3 separate regions of the Mus musculus genome follow, and all the other regions are linked to region 2. Evidence: chromatin contacts called from public Hi-C data. All regions are on one chromosome and are shown on one strand. Each heading gives the region's core, a stretch centred on a gene start, on an enhancer-like site or on the middle of the called end of the contact. The rest is flanking DNA. Distances are from core to core; before and after follow the strand shown.

What was found. A called contact is a pair of places that touch in the nucleus more often than the background predicts.
Region 1: a Hi-C map of peritoneal macrophages shows a contact between it and region 2, with 7 times the contacts expected there. The contact joins the promoter of 1110008P14Rik here to the promoter of BC005624 in region 2. A contact is called at or near these places in 2 of 39 promoter capture datasets (liver and pre-B cells), 1 of 484 Hi-C or Micro-C datasets (peritoneal macrophages), 1 of 115 datasets of contacts at active chromatin or transcription factors (astrocytes) and 2 of 9 other capture datasets (adipose tissue and liver).
Region 3: a contact with region 2 is called in a Hi-C map of B cells, with 7 read pairs. The contact joins the promoter of Naif1 here to the promoter of BC005624 in region 2. A contact is called at or near these places in 1 of 39 promoter capture datasets (pre-B cells), 1 of 484 Hi-C or Micro-C datasets (B cells) and 1 of 9 other capture datasets (adipose tissue).

What each region holds. Positions count from the first base shown.
Region 1 is chr2:32,380,193-32,383,617 of GRCm38.p6, forward strand. 1110008P14Rik (RIKEN cDNA 1110008P14 gene) reads right to left here and starts at 1,723. Exons shown (of 2, transcript NM_198001.2): 1 at 1,500-1,723. The coding sequence starts at 1,578.
Region 2 is chr2:30,979,599-30,983,224 of GRCm38.p6, forward strand. It overlaps BC005624 (cDNA sequence BC005624), which reads right to left and starts at 2,343. Exons shown (of 9, transcript NM_144885.2): 1 at 2,180-2,343; 2 at 1,885-1,944; 3 at 401-452. The coding sequence starts at 2,262. It overlaps Usp20 (ubiquitin specific peptidase 20), which reads left to right and starts at 2,681. Exons shown (of 25, transcript NM_028846.5): 1 at 2,681-2,800.
Region 3 is chr2:32,448,586-32,452,152 of GRCm38.p6, forward strand. Naif1 (nuclear apoptosis inducing factor 1) reads left to right here and starts at 1,872. Exons shown (of 2, transcript NM_194335.2): 1 at 1,872-3,567. Slc25a25 (solute carrier family 25 (mitochondrial carrier, phosphate carrier), member 25) reads right to left here and starts at 2,885. Exons shown (of 10, transcript NM_001164357.1): 1 at 2,482-2,885. The coding sequence starts at 2,739.

The DNA of each region.
Region 1 (3,425 bases), core at 473-2,972, 1.4 Mb after region 2:
CTCACTTCCGAGCCAGCCCATGACTCAGAAACACTCAGCTGCCAACTTGGGAACAAAGGGAAGTAGTTGGTGGATTTAAGGAAGAGGTCCAGGGAAGGCGACTGGGGCATGAGTGTAAATGTGCTGCCTCTTGGCAATGGTTCTCATGACCCCGAAAGGGTGTCCTTCACAGAGGCTAGAGCCTCTGAAGGCTGCTAGATCTTAAAGTCCATCTTCATGGCATTTGGTGACAGAGCCAAAACTCAGACTTGGAGGTCACAGATCTGAGTGCCAGATCTGCTCTAGCCCAGCCACTCCTTAGAATGGGGTAGGAGACTCTGAGGGTTCCAGCACACTGAGAGCTCAGTCGGGGTCTGGCCACGGCAGGTACTTAGTGGACTTAGTGATTCATCCTTGCATGCCGTGGGAGGCTAGCAGAAGGGCCAGGAGAGGTCTGCAGGTTCCACCTATGTCCAGGGTACTTCCTAGCTAATGTCCTGGGACAGCCTCCTCCCCACCATCTCAGTGTCACTCAGAGTTACGCCACCTCCTCACTAAATTCCCTTATGTTCACCATGGCTGCCAGCAGTCACTGTTCCCCAACACTAGTGTCCCACCGCCTACCTCCAGGTGGATGGCAACCTTTATTAAAGAGCAGAACCCAGGTGCTGAAAATATTCTGAGTCTGTTGTGACAATGGCTATGCTGTGAATATATGAAACTGCAGAACTGTACATTTTAAATGGTACAACCTACAGTGTGACCTACAGCTTAATAAAGTTTTTATAACAAAGCAAAAGCATACCCCATCCTTATTGCACAGTAAAGTCCTGCCTGCCCTCTAGGTAAGGCACCACACCAGACTTGACTACACTCAGACAAAACAAAACAAAAACAAAAACCCGCTTTCAGAAGGAAATTGTACTCTGGAGTCTCACCATTTCTATCCCATTTCCCCTTAAATCCCACTACACCTCAATACAGAAGACACCAATGTGCCCAATATTGCTGATGGGAAAACTGAGGTTCCCAAACGTGCAAAAACAGTATGTGGGCTGATGAGTCCCCTGAGGTCCTTCTGCAGTGCTGTGCACCCAAACACAGTACTCAATAAGCAGGTCACACCAGCAAAACCAGGTGGCTGGGGTGCTGACTCAGCATAGTGGGGCGCCCACCCGGCCAACACCTCCTGCAGAGCCATGCAGGACCCGCCCCCTCTTCAGCGAGGAAAGTGTCTGAAGCAAATCCCAAACCCACAAGCGTCTCTGAAGCTGCCTCAGTTTCCCTATGCGACAGCAGGGCTGGTTAGCGATAGTTCTCCAGCACTGCAGCGCTCCGTTCGCTATTGCTCGCCATCGCCTCCGAGGTGGCTGTGGGGACAACTCCAGAGCCACTCAGGCAGAGTGAGACATCTCCTTAGTCCCTCCCACGCCCCACATCCCCGCCCGATTCCAGACCCTCGGACAGTACTCCCGGCAATGCAAAGGTCGCCTCAGCAACACCAACCCACCCCAGGTCACCTGCTTCCCCGAAGCTGTCATTCTCTCCTTCCGTGCCCGCATCCACCGGCATGCCTAGGTCCCCGTTGGGGCCCGACATTGCGGGCTCGGGCGCCGCAGAGGCCACGCGAAGATGGAACTTGGCGATCGTCGCGCGGAAAGCCGGCGCTGGGCGGAAGGTGCGAGCAGCTGGTTGAGCACCGGGCCGGAAGCGTGGAACGCAGCGGCGCACCGGGGCCCGCCCTGAGCCCCGCCCAAAGCCCAGCCCGTAGGCCCCCGCGCAACCACGCCCTTAAGCTCCGCCCCCTCCTTGCTTGGGCGCTCTATCGCGCTCACAAACATGGCTCCGCCCCGTCCCCTCTCGGGCTCCTCCTCCTCTCGCTTCCGAGCCCCGCCCCTCTCCCGGCCGCAGTGACCCGCTGTCAGCGGAGCAAGGTCGGGCAGTGGAGACCCTGGCCCGCTAGTGCTTGGGATGTGTTTGAGGCTCCATCCTGCTGCTTCCGCCCCTCTACGCGTTCGGAATCAGCACCTCTCCTCCCCAGTCACCAGGAATCAGCCTTCTTCCCATCTCCCCTTGATGCAGCCGAGATGATCCACAACCCCTGTCCTATCTTAGCCAATCTTGGCCTCATCTCTTCTCTTAGGACTCTCAACGGCTACACTTTTCGGGTGAGACCAGATTCCAGCCCAGGACAGTAGATGTGAAGCCAATCGGTTTGATTCACGCCAATAAATATGACATGGGCTGGAAAAGGAATGGGAAGTGTGTGTCAGGTTCCCAGTACAGAAAAGGAAGGCTTAGTGTACTTTGCTGTAGGTGCTCCTGGGGGCCGTGGAAGGTGGCGCTCCATCATGGAAGGCTTCATGATACAGACCTCCAGTGGTCACATCCCCTGACTCCATGCCCACTGGGAGGGGAAAAGAAACCTGTACAGAGTCAACATCCAATTGTGGATTGAACCCAGAGGAGCAATCCGGGATCCAGCTCTGTGTCAGGGTGGTGTCTCAGGAACTCTCAGAGACCACCATGGCATCATGGCACAGTGACTATTCCAGAGTGCAGCCTGGTCTCAGCATACAGGCTTTAGTAAAGCTGGGTGAGGAAAAGAGGATTCTTCCTCAAATCCCAGAAGGAGCACAGCCCTGTGGACACCATGAAACTACTGCAAGCGTGGGCATCTGGAACTGGAAGAGAGTACACGTGAGCTTCTGCAACTGGTATATGCTGCAACTTGTTACAGTGCCAGTGGGAAGCTCATGTCTGCATTAGCCAGGAAGAGGGAAGAAAGCCCTGTCTGTGCCAGGAGAGTTTGAAGAGCTCAACAGCAGCAAGAGGCTATGGGAAGCTGACTTCCTTGGTCCAACAGAAGAAACTGGATCTAGGCTAGAAAGATAGCTCAGCAATTAAGAGCACACAGTGCGCTGAGACCCAGTTCAATTTCCAGCATCCACATCAGCAGTTCATCCTCACCTGTAGTACCGGTTCCGGGAAAATCCATTTGTCTCTGGCCTCCTCAGGCACTTAACATATGTGCGTATACTTATATGCAGACAGACAGGGAAAAAAACAATAAATAAATAAGCAAAACTGGAAAGTTGGCTCGGCAGTTAGGAGCGCTGTTCTAAAGGATCTGGGTTCAATTCCCAGCACCCATATGGTGGCTCATAACTGTGTGTTGCTTCAGTTCCAAGTGATCTAACTCTTTCTCCTGGCCTCTATAAGAACTGCATATACATGGTTTGCACACATACAAAGGAAGGCAAAACATCCATATAAATAAAAATAAATAAATAGGAATCAGGGGGTTGTGGCACACAGCATTTGGGTAGCAGAGTCCAGAAGATCTCTATGAGTTCCAGGACAGTCTGTTCTATGTTCAGAGTTCCAGACCAGTCAGGGATACATAATAGCAGGACTCGGACTCAAAAGAAAGAAGATCCACTGCT
Region 2 (3,626 bases), core at 1,093-3,592:
ATCTCCCTGGTACCATGGTTATAGTCACAGGGGCTGGAGAGATGGCTCAGTAGTTAAGAGCATATGCCTTTAATCCCAGCACTTGGGAGGCAGAGGCAGGCAGATTTCTGAGTTCGAGGCCTGCCTGGTCTACAGAGTGAGTTCCAGCACAGCCAGGGCTACACAGAGAAACCAAAAAAAAAAAAAAAAAAAAAAAAAGCACCAACTACTCTTCTGAAGGTCCTGAGTTCAAATCCCAGCAACCACATGGTGGCTCACAACCATCTGTAATGAGATCTGACGCCCTCTTCTGGAGGGTCTGAAGACAGCTACAGTGTACTTACATATAATAAATTTAAAAAATCTTAAAAAAAAAAAAAAAAAAGAGGAAGAACAGCCCCAGAGAGGAGCCAACACTCACCACCAGAGTAGTCTCCTCTTGAACCTTCTCTCCTACCAGCAGGGCAGCCGCACTGAGCAAAAGAAACCAAACCACAGAAAGAGAAACAACACAGAGACAAGGAGGAAATCAGTGTGCTGGCTAGGGTTTTGTTGATCTGACATAAGCTGGAATTGTCTGGGAAGAAGAAACTTCAATCGAGAACCTGCTCCTGTGGACAGTGCTCCTCCCCGTGGGCAAGTGGGCCTGTGTTGTACAACATAGCTGGATGTGAATGAGCCAGGAAGCAGTGTCCTCCAGTCTCTGCTTCAGGCCCTGCCATGATTCCCCCAATAACTGAGGATGATCAGGAAGGGTACAAGTTGTTTTGGTCCTGGTCACAGCAGTAGGAAGCAAACTGAGACAATTGGGATTACATAACTGAGAGAGTAGTGGGCAGTAGTTACAAAAGCCAAAGAAGAACCCAGTGCTCTGCTCGCTGTGAATGGTGAAATGGGGGGTCGGGTGAGAGGCAATGAAGCAGTTGGCGCACGCTCCTGCAAAGCCATTTGATATTCTGGAAATCACAGAGTAAGGTTCTGCCAGTCAAGGGATCTGTATCAGAAGACATATGCCAGAGGAAAATTTATCAAAATGACCCTAAAACCTGAAGCCAAGGCTTGACAGGGACTGAGTAAGCACACCAGCACTGAGCTATCCCCACCATTTCTTGTTTACTTTATGACCCAGGTCTCATAGTTGCTCAGTCAGGCCTTAAACCTGTGATCTTCCCACACAGCTGGGACTACAGTGCTATGGCACTAGGATGGGCCTTGTTGATGCTGAGACCAGTTTCACTCTGCAGGCCCGGCTGGCACCAAACTCATGGTAATCCCACTGTTTCAGTTTCTCAAGTCTGGGAGTCTAGGTGTGAGGCAGCACACAATCCCAGTCAATCTGGTAGCAAGTTATAGTGCACACCCCTGGCAATGCACACGACGCAGCCTTCTAAAAAGGTTTTCTGGAAAACACACACCATGGTCAGAGGCTCACAGTAATATGATGATTTAACTCTTTAAAAGCATGGGATAAACTAAAAAAGAAATAGGTGGGAAATAAATGGAAATATTATTATAAATGCTGTCTCTCTACCTCAAGTTTTTTTCTTTTTCTTTATTCTTCTTATGAAGCCTAGGTTGCCCTCAAACTCCCTGTGATAGGATTGCACCAAACCAGGCTATTGTTTATTTATTATACTTTTTAACCTAAGTTTCCCAAATTCTTATCTCTTAACACGTTGTCAATCACAATTCATCAGTCCAGCTAAAATTTACAGTTAGTGACTTGGAGCAGACCCATAGACCATCAGGTTCAGGGCATGTGACAAACATTTATAAAGAACCTTAGTTCCCTCTATGATCAGTAGAACTGTATGTCAAAGGAGGGATTTGTGACTGCGACCCTAGCTGGAAATTTTTGTTTTAGCTGGAAATCAATGACGCCGCGACCACCCCCGTGGTACCCACCTCACCCCATTTGGCCTCTTCCGCAAGTTCTGCACCTCTCGGGTTTCTTCCAGTTTTAGCCTGGGGGAAAAAAAGGAATAAAAAGTGACGCACAGGTTGAGACCTGCGGAACTCAAAAGCCAAACTCCGTTCTAAGGACATGTCCCTTTGCCGAGTCCCTGATCCAGTGGTCATCGGCAGTCAGACCCATGCGACCCCGGGGCACCTCTCCCAGCCGCGATGTGGCCTTATCCCTAGGAGCCTCTGCGTGGCGCTGGCCGGTATCCAGTCCCAAGCCTGTCTCAGCAACACGTACCGAACCTCCTCTGATTCTTGTTCATCCTCCTCCGACTCCGAGTCAGCCCGGCGCCGGCGGAATGTTTTCCCAGTAATCCGCATAGCGGAACCAGACCCTTGGCGCTGCGTTACCAGACGCGTAGTCCAGGGAACCTCTCTCTTCCGGCGCGCAGAAGTGTCGTCAGAGCGTCGGCTGCACTCAGACCCGCCTCCGCCTTGCCAGGCCACACCCCAAGCCCGTAGGGCCCCGCCTCAGCAGGGCAGGCAACCACTCCGAACTCCGAAAAGCAAGGGCAGGTATTGCCGCGTGGCCACACCCTCGACCACGCCCATCGAGTAACCATGCTCACCGCTCAACAGGACGGCCTTCGAACCACACGGTGAAACCCCAGCAGCACGGCCACTCCCCCGACTCCCGGCATGCTTGGGCACTCACCACTCGCACGGCCACGCCTCCGGCGTGCCCGGTACCGCCCTCTAGTAGGCTGTGACCTGTGACACCGCCCCCGCTCCTGGCATAGGCTCTCCCGATTGGACGTCTGACGGTGAGGAGGCGGGGCGTGGCAGGCAGAGCCACAAGACTCTAGGCAGCGCCGCGGTGGGCTAGCTTGACTGACAGGCGGCGCGGTTGCGACGGCAGGTGAGTTTCTGACGGCTGCTGCCTGCTGCCGGGGGCTGGGCCGCTAGAGCGGGGATCATCGTCCAGCCGCTGGGAGCAGGGGAGGCCTGGCTTTGCGGGGCGGCCAGGACCTGGTAAGAGGTCCCCGCCGCCTATCATCCCATCACCGACTCCCGTGCCCGCCCCGAACCCCCACGGCTCTGGCTTTTGAGCAGGCCGCACGTCGCTTGGAAGGCCAGCAGGAGGCCACTCGGGCTCCAGGGCTCGGACGTGCACATTTATTCCTCACTCACAAAAGCTGATCACCTTGCCGGGGGTGAATATCAGTCCCGGTGCTGACTGTCCATACCAGGTTGGCCTGCAGCCATTCGTCCCTAGGAGAGGTACCACTGACGTTCAGAGGCCAGGGACTGCTCTTTGAGAGCTTGGGAGGACTCGTTTGGCCTGGAGGACTGTCGCTCTGCCATAAGCACCTTACACCCCCGAGATGTTGCGACGGTAGTTAGTTTTTAAAGGTGTCTATAAACACTTATAAGATGGATAAGTGCATGCGTAATAGCTCACATGGGACTTTTAGGGACTCCTTAATTACTAGTTTCCTCTGGAGCACAGCGCTTCTTACTCGACACTTAACTGTGGCAGGCACTGGGGTAAGCAGTCTCTTCTAGAAGCCTTCCATCAAATCCCACGAAGTAGATGCAGTTGGGTCTCTCTTTCAAAAAACGAGGCTACCGAGGCGTAAGAGAAGTAACCCGTACTTCAAGTTCTGCAGCTGGGAGGTGAGGCTGGGTTGGGGACAGAGCTTTCACAGCTGCAGGGTGTGCTTCAGGGACAGCGGGCCTCTGTG
Region 3 (3,567 bases), core at 622-3,121, 1.5 Mb after region 2:
CTTATTTGCCTTTAGTCAAAAATCATTACAAAAGAGAAAATGGATTAGGATCAATACTAGATGTGCTATGAATTGCCAGAACACTGTGACTCCCATGAGTCACAAAGCTAGGGATAGAACATGGAATACACAGCCAGCTGTCCTCATTGTACCTGGCACCACAGAAAACTGTGGTGAGAGCAAAAAGGTTCACCTGGCCCCACAAGGCTTCACTGTGCCCTCGGGCACACATCCTCTGAATTTAGCTATCCTAGCTTCAAAAAATGATTCACACTGGGTGAAGTGGTACACACCTTTAAATCCTAGCACTAGGGAGACAGAAGCAGGCATATCTCTATGAGTCTGAGGCCACCCTGGTCTATCTACAGTGACACTGTGTTCTAGGACAGTCAGAACTACATAGTCAGACCCAAGCTAAAAAAAAAACAAAAAAAAAAAACAAAAAAATATCTGTGGTGGCGCACGTCTTTTATCCCAGCACTTGGGAGGCAGAGGCAGGTGGATTTCTGAGTTTGAGGCCAGCCTGTTCTACAGAGTGAGTTCCAGGACAGCCAGGGCTACACAGAGAAACCCCGTCTGAGGGGAGGGATGCGGGGGGGGGGGGGGGGGGATAAATAAATAAATAAATAAAACCAGACAGAAAAAAATGACTTATTCATTAGACATATATGGGGAAATATCCAGCTCATAACACTATTCTGTATTAAACTATACTTTCTTTTCTCTCTTTCTCTCCCCCTCCTCCTCTTTTTCTTTCTTTCTTTTTTCTTTCTCTCTCTCTCTCTCTCTTTTTTTTTTGGTGTTTTGAGACAGGGTTTCTCTGTGTAGACATGTAGACCAGGCTGAGCTCGAACTTTCAGAGATCCACCTGCTTCTGCCTCTTGGGTACTGAGATTAAAGTCCACTGTCACCACCACCCAACTAAAACTAGCTTTTTTAAAAAAGGATTTTTTTGGTTTTGTTTTTAAGCTAAGAGAATTGTGAGTCCAAGGCCAGCCTGGCTACAGAGAGAAACCTTATCTTTAAATCTCTGGGCTTACCCCAAGGATTCTGCTTTGCTCGGTGCTGTCCTTGGGCTTCCTATGCTGATACTAAGTAGGTTAAATACCTTGGATGTTGATCCAAGATTATCTTGGACATGACACTTTATGTGGCCACCTAAGTAACAAACTGGCATAATTCACTGCCACCTTACCAGGTTTTCTTCATATTTGGCTATGAAATTCGTAATTACTGTACATACAAATGAACCAAATACTAATTTTGGCCACAAACTGGTTATCAGGCAAACTGCTCATTAGAATCACCCCAGATTGTAAGCCAGTCTATGCCACAATAATGAAACACTTGGTAAAGGGAAGCCACAGTTAAAGTCAAACTGAAAAACCAACATGAAACAGAAAGGGAAGAAAAAGCCACTGCTCAGGGCTTCTTGTGCAGGAAGGATAGTAGTTCTGTTTCTTGCAGACCCAGAAATGGCCATTTCTCCACCCCTGTCTCCCAGTCTTGGCCCATCCCTTTCCAGCCAACAAATATCCTTAGATGTATCTAACTTTCATTTTTTGAAAAAAGTTCCAATTGAGCGATGGTGGCAAAGGCCTTTAATCCCGGCGCACTCAGGAGGCAGAGGCAGGTGGATCTCTGATTCCGAGGCCAGCCTGGTCTACAGAGGGCGTTCCAGGGCAGCCAGGACTACATTGAGAAACACTGTCTAGAAAAAAAAAATCCCCAAAACCAACCGAACAAACAAAAAAAGAATCTTTCTTCAGATTCTTTAACATATTCGCACTCCAATTCGACAAAGGGATCATGACCCAGTGTTCTGAAACAGCAGTGGGGGGCTGGGTCTAAGCCATGAGAAAGAACTGTTCAGTCTTCATCACCCACATCCACACTGATCTGCCTAGAACCCCAGTTCCCATTTTTTTCTTCCCCAACACCCACATGTCTCTGTGAGCAACCAGATTAGAGGCACCGGTGGCATGGAAACGAGAGTGGGGGGAGAAGAGCGAGCGAGCGAGAGACAGACAGACAGACAAGGGGTGCCAATGAGAATGGGTGGATAGGAACCTAGGTGTTGAGGGAGGATGGGCACCAACTTGGCCTTGAGGTCCGTAGGGCAATCTTGAGATCTATCTGTCCTTCTATCTAGAGGGAAGTAGAGGGGGCTTTCTGTCCATCAAAGAGACCCAAGGGTGCCCATCTGTAGCCACGACGAGCTTTTCTCACGGCCCCATCTCCCACCTGAGGAGCCCCACACTAACAAGGTGTGAATTTCCTTTCCATCTGTCAGTGGAGGGACACTATCCCCCCCAACACCAGGGGTTCCGCTCAGCTCTAGCAGCGTCCGTCGAAACCTGACAGGCTACAGAAAGCAGCCCGAGAAGTCCTGCGGTCCCGACCCGTCCCCTTGGCGTCGGTCTCTCTCCTCAAGACCTCCCGGATCCTCCCCGCCCGCGCGGACGGCGCACGCAGACTTACCCGGAGCTCGCCCTCCGTGCGGTGCAGTCCCAGGCGCCGCAGCCCCACCGCCAGGTCGTTGACACACAGGCCGCCGTCGCGGTTGACGTCGAGTGTCTGGAAGAGGCTCCACAGGCGTAGCTGGTGGTCCGGGCCGCCACAGACGGCGCCGCCGCACGGGTCCCCTACAGAAGCCGGCGACGAGGCGGACGACGAGGCGGTGGCGGCGGCGTCCGGCGGCGGGGAGGCCACGCAGCGGCACAACACACTGCTCACCATCGGGCGCGAGGCGGGGGCGCCGGACGCCGGGCTGAAGGCGGCAGGAGAGCGACCCGAGCGCGGAAGCACGCCGGCTTTCCTCAGACAGCGAGCGCGGGCTCCGAGAAGCCGGCCGACTGGAGGGAGGGGCCGCTTCCGGGAGCCCCGCCCCGCGGCGCGCAGAGGCGCTGACCGCGCCCTCTGGCGCACTGCCGACCAATCATAGGCCGGTATGTCGGCTCCGGGATCAATGAGGGGGCGGAGTCACCGTGCCAGCTCGAAGGCGATTCAAACTGAGGGAGCCGGGGATTGGCTGAAGCTGGGTAATAGGCAAGCAGAAAGCCTTGTGTCCAATTCCCATTCAGAAGCTCTATTTAGACTGCGGAATGATGAGGCTGAGAGGAGCGTTGTGTAAGGAGAGATCGTAGCTAACAGTGGAAATGAAATGTATATGAGGGTAACTGTGGACTGAAGTTAGAAAACACAGCACCATTGAATAAAATGAAAATTTAACGGGCTGACGACTCGAAACCGAGAACACGAATCAAAATCAGGAGGCTAAGCTTTAGGAGTCTTCTAAACTGCCAATAAAACAACTGAATTTTACAACGTAATAGTCGCGACACGAACTGAACGACAGTCTGCTTTTCCAATGGAAGTGAATAATGTCCGTGTGGGCGGACATCCTGAAGCGACAGACAAGACTTTAGACCAATGACCAGGCCAGTTCTAGCAAAGAGGTGTGTCCTCTAGGAGGAATGGCAGGCCTGGAGAGCCAGTGATCGGCCAGATATTTGAGCCACGCCAAACCTGGAGGGCGGGGCTTCTCAGGGATGTGCCGAGGGGCGG